2 separate regions of the Sus scrofa genome follow, and region 2 is linked to region 1. A link is a contact called in public HiChIP or PLAC-seq data. All regions are on one chromosome and are shown on one strand. The core of a region is the stretch at or near the end of the contact, and the rest is flanking DNA. Distances in the headings are between cores, read along the strand shown.

The links. HiChIP or PLAC-seq counts read pairs in DNA pulled down with a chosen protein or histone mark.
Region 2: a contact with region 1 is called in an H3K27ac HiChIP or PLAC-seq map of skeletal muscle, with 5 times the contacts expected there. The contact joins two enhancer-like sites. A contact is called at or near these places in 9 of 47 Hi-C or Micro-C datasets (alveolar macrophages, embryonic fibroblasts, epiblast stem cells and 4 more) and 2 of 2 datasets of contacts at active chromatin or transcription factors (alveolar macrophages and skeletal muscle).

Annotation. Positions count from the first base shown.
Region 1 is chr15:58,936,750-58,939,461 of Sscrofa11.1, forward strand. No RefSeq gene overlaps it. Among named protein-coding and RNA genes, the nearest start is that of HS6ST1, 130 kb to the right of the region's middle. Within about 2 kb of position 1,367, at least 5 of the 83 cell types and tissues checked have an H3K27ac peak or open chromatin away from gene starts, as enhancers often do. A contact at or near this core is called in skeletal muscle, where this site is marked.
Region 2 is chr15:59,124,491-59,127,202 of Sscrofa11.1, forward strand. No RefSeq gene overlaps it. Among named protein-coding and RNA genes, the nearest start is that of HS6ST1, 59 kb to the left of the region's middle. Within about 2 kb of position 1,356, at least 52 of the 83 cell types and tissues checked have an H3K27ac peak or open chromatin away from gene starts, as enhancers often do. A contact at or near this core is called in skeletal muscle, where this site is marked.

The DNA of each region.
Region 1 (2,712 bases), core at 117-2,616:
TAACCCCCTGAGCAAGGACAGGGATTGAACCCAGGGATCAAACCTACATCCTCATGGATACTAGTCAGGCTCCTTACTGCTGAGCCATGATGGAACTGCTACTGCTTCTGCTTCTTCTTCTTTTTTGTTTTGTTTTTTTGGTTTTTTTTTTTTTTGGTTTGGTTTTTTTTTTTTTTTTTTTTTTTTTTTGGTCTTTTTAGGCATATGAAAGTTCCCAGGCTAGGGGTCAAATTAGAGCTGCAGCTGCCAGCCTACACCACAGCCACAGTAATACGGAATTCAAGACCCCTCTGTGGCCTACACCACAGCTCACAGCAACTCCATATCCTTAACCCACTGAGCGAGGCCAGGGATTGAACACATCCTCATGGATACTAGTTGGGTTCATAACCCACTGAGTGACAACAGGAACTCCTATCTTGGGATACTGAGTAGAATTCCCTGTGCTATAGTAGAGCCCTGCTGTTTGTCCTTGCTATATATAATTGCTTGCATCTGCTAACCCCAAATCCCCAGTCCTTCCCTCCCCCACCCCACCACCCCCATCTCCTCTTCTTACAATGACTCCAGTCCTATTGGGTCAGAGCCCACTTACCTCATTCTAACCTAGTTGCCTCCATAAGGACCTTACGTCCCCATAAGCTCACATGCTGAGGTACCAGGGGCTAGGACCCCAGCATACAAATAGAGGGACGCAGTCCATCCCATAATATCAAGACTTGGTGGGCTTGTGCTGCCTCCCTGCACCAAGAAAGTGGGCCTGGAGGTGGCAGGAAGTCCACCAGAGGCTTTGGGTGCCTCTACACAGGCTGCAGGCCACCAGGGCCACCAGCCACTTCTCCCCGCTGCCACCCAGGCGGCAACAGTAGGAAGGAGGGTGGCCCAGAGCCAGCCAGAGTGCCAGCAACCCTGTCGTCAATCATCTGACAGCTCACTGCCTGCTCTGGGCTCTAAAATAACACATCGATTTTGGAGCCAAGGCTAACTTTAGTTACCAGTGATGCCGCTAACAGGGGAAAATAAGTCATCATCATTAGAAGTGAATCCAAATGAATGAGCTTGCCTGGGTCTCACTGGGATTTGGGCTGCTGCTTTTTTTTTTTTTTTTTTTAATAGTCATAGTTTGCTGACATAGTTCTTCCTAGTCTGAAGCAACATGAAAGAAACATTTTACCCAGTATGACACATTACCATTTGGGAAATATTAAGGCATTGATTATTCTGCTTATCTATTGCTGTTTTACAAACCATCCCAAGATTTAGTGGCTTAATACAGCCCATTTTATTATCTCTCACTACCTGGTGGATCAGAAAGTGGGGCAGGGTGATCCTTCTGCTCTGAGTGACATGCCCAGGGTTTCTGCAGAGTGCCCAGCTGGCAGTGCAGCAAGGAATCCAAGAAGAGAGGCTGGGAGCCACGTCCAAGTCCAACACCAGAGGTGGAGAGAGCAACTTGGAGAGGAGCCAAGGGAACCAGCGGCTGGCATGTTAGGTTCCAGTCAGCAACAGGGGGACGTCAAGAGCAAAGGCGTCCAGCTGGCAGAGCAGCCCCAGACTCACCCACACTCACACCTGTTCACATGGACACTCACACGCACTCACACTTGCTCACATGCATACACTCACCCACACTCACATGCACACTCTCACACACTCACCCCTGTTCACATGGACATTCTCACCCACACTCACACCTGCTCACACGCACACACCCACACTCACGCCTGCCCATATGCTGCCTCATATAACACCACACTCACACCTGCTCACATGTGCACTCATACACACATTCACCCACACTTATACCTGCTCACATGCACACTCACACACTCACGCCTGCAAACATGCACACTCTCAGGTACTCACCCACACTCACACCTGCTCACATGCACACTCACACATACATTCACCCACACTCTTACATGCACACTCACCCACACTTAACCTGCTCACATGCACTCATACCTGCAAACATGCACACACAACCACTCGCACCTGCCTACACGCTGCCTTATATAACACTCACCACACTCACACCTGTTCACATGCACACTCTCACCCACACTCACACATGAACACTCTCACACACTCACCCACATTCACAACTGTCCACATGCACACTCTCACACATGCTCACCTATATTCACACTTGCCCACACATTCTTATATTCACACTCTCTTACTCATATCTGCTCATACACACTTTCATGCACACACCTGCTCATACATGTGCTCCCCCTCATTTACACACTCACCCACACTCACACCTGCCCCCACACATGCTCTCAAAGACACACACACAGTGACACCTGCCCACACACTCATATTCACATTCACACCTACTCATACCCTCATGTGCTCTCCCTCATTTACACACTCACAGTCACACATACTCATACACATCTGCACACTCACATTCACACACTCTCACAGACTCACAGTTACCCTCACACATCCACGCACACACCACTCACACACACTCACACTCAGAGACTCTCATACACACAATGTCACCATAGCACTAAGCTGTGGCCCCCTCGAGGACAGTTATATAGAACATGTGAAGTGGAATCACCTCCAGGAATTCCTAAGAAGATGTCCACCAGGTCACAGGCCTGGCCAGATGCTGGCAAGCATCAGGGAGGGGAGGTGACAGACATGAGGGTGGGAGGGAGCAGTGCTGATCCAACGCCAAGACCCCCTTTCTCCTCA
Region 2 (2,712 bases), core at 106-2,605, 190 kb after region 1:
ACTTTTCTCAGGCCCAACTAAACTTCATCAGCTGATCAACACTGCTGGGTGTAGATAAAAAAAAAATCACAGCCAAATTCCCCTGTAGAGTTTTGCCTCAGAGAAGAAACGCTGCCTATTAGTGGTCCAGAGGACAAGAGGAGCTTGGACCTCCAACCCTAATAGGGATGGAGTAGGATAGTTACTCCGGTAGTTTGTAGAAGTCCCAAAAGGTACCATAGATAGAGAGGGAAACCTAGGGAACTTTGGGAGATCACTGTGAGTTAATAATCACTTAAGAAAGCCATCGGATCGAAGTAGGCTTACCACAAATAAAAGCAGGAGATATGCCTTTCAGGTCATTACCCTTTATGACCAAGTGCAGGAGTTTAAGGACCGCTCTTCCGCTGATTTGAATAAGCACCATGACAGTCCTAGTTTGACCTTTTAGGGTCAAATACCCTCTTACCAGATACCAAAGAGGAGCTACTGCTCAAAGAAAGAAGAAGAGGCAGTCTTTTGCCACCCCCACTTCCCTTGGGTTATAAAACTGTCACCCAGCTACTCCCCAGGGCAGAGCCTCCTTGCCTGTCCACTTGCGCCTCTCACAAGCATCCTATCTTAATAAATCAATCTATTTCTTGCCTATCACTTTGTCTCTCACTGAATTCCTTCTGCACTGAGGCACAAGGAAGCCAAACCTCAGTAAGTGCAGACACTGGGTAAGTGATTCTAAATTAAAAACCATAGGTTCAAGTTCCAATCTGGATTCTGGCTGGGTAAGAATCTCTGCATGTGAGTTCAAGTCCTGGTCTGGGGTTCTGGCTGGGTTTGAGTCATAAGTGTTGTCATTTTCACACCTGTCCCTCCCTCTCCACATATCCAGCCCCTCTAGTTTCCTGTTTCCCCAGAGGGAGCTGGCAAACCACACACACCTGTGGCCACCCTGCCTGAGGGTATTATCAGAGGCAGAATCATCTAAACCACGTGTCTCTCTCAGATCCGGAGAGCCCTTAGCGTCTCAGAAATACCTAAAGTGTCCATTTATTGAGTAGACCGGTCCAAACCTTAACAAGTAAGTATATGGTAAGAACTTAGTAGCTGTTTGAAAGTCATGTACATGAATTTTAAGAGACTTTTTATTTCATTTTTACATAACTGCAACCATTAGTTATTAATGGGGTATGTGGACTTTGGGGGCGCTGCACAGCTTCTCAATCCTCGCAATCAGATTGTATGTAGCCTGCCCCAGGGTGACTTCCACATGGCACTGAAACTCAGCTTTACGAAGACAGGGTCATGGCTTAAAGGGCTGCAGTGTCGTCTGATGTGAAGACAGCATCTCCCAGCGTGTCCAGCAGAGGGCGCGCCTTCCCCAGAACTGAGCATGCGCAGCTAGCGCTTCTCCCTCCCCCGGGCTCCGGACTCCTGGCCCCCTGCCCCTCCGCCTGGGCCAGCAAGAATCAGGTAAAGTATGGAAGAACAGGAGGGTCCTGGGCTGGGACGTTGTCTAACCAGGTAGGAGCCTGCTTCAGGGGTCGTCGCTAGCATAGAGCACAGGCGCCGGGGTCCCTGCTCCCGAGACCCCACCTGTGCGCAGCTTGTTCCCAGGGGCCTGGGATGAGGTAGAAAGATGCCGCCTTAGGGCCAAAAGGGGACCAGTGGCGGGACGCGCTCCAGCCGCACGACTTTCTTAGGCCACCTCCGGGGGCGGACCCTGACAGACCGCGGGAACCGCAGGCAGCCCCTGGGCCACGTGACACAGAACGCTAGACGGAGGCGCTCTGGCAGTGAGCCAGGTGTGGTCCATGGTGCGGCTGCTGCAAGCCTGCACCGGCCCTGGGTCTGTCTCTGCGATCTGCAGTCCTAGGAGCCATCCCCGGGCTGGGGCCCCAGCCTCGAACACAGCTGAGGACAAAGAAGATGCTCTGCAAAGGCGTTTAAAAGAATTCAGAAAGAAGACAAAAAATACACAAGCCGTGTTCAAAGTATTTAGTTTTGAAGTGAGAATATAGGCTATTTTCTTGTGTTTCTGTATCTTTTAGACTTTCTAAATTGCGTAGATATCACCAGGATAAACGTTTTAAAGCAGTGGTTTACTCACAAAGCATTCCTCTCCATCTAGGAGGGCTAAAGTCTGAAAAGGAAGAATGCAAACTCCAGGGGCCTGGACGAGTTAGGTGAATGAGAGGGCAGAGCTGAACAAAAGGCAATAGGGAGAGGTGGGGACTACAGAGAACCATTTGCTCTGAAGGAAGCAGACCCCCTCCAGCTCCAGCTCATCTTTAATCTTAAAATCCTGAGGGCTGGCGGGTTTTACAGATAGGAAAAGGGGAGGGTAGAAGCAGCTGCAAGAAGCTCCCATGAGAGGGCAGGAGGTGCAGGAGAGCGGGGTGCTGGCGCCACCTGCCGTCTCCGTGGTTGCACCTTCCAATGAGCAGCACCCTGACCCACCAGCGAGTGACTGAGGAGTACTTCCACTCGCCACCGCCCGCCTCCTTTCATCTGCTCAGCAAAGCGAGTTGTCTGACCTCTCAAAGACTTTGTAAGAGGGGCGAGGGGGGCAGTGAAAACTCCTAGGAGGTGGCCTTGGGGCAGGGAAAGATTTCTTAAGGCAAAAAAGAACATAAACAAAAAAAAAATGCGCTTTTAAACTTGTTACAATAAAATTAAGATGTTCTGGTCTTTAAAAGACACTGAAGAAAATGAAAATCAAGCAACAACTGGAAAAAA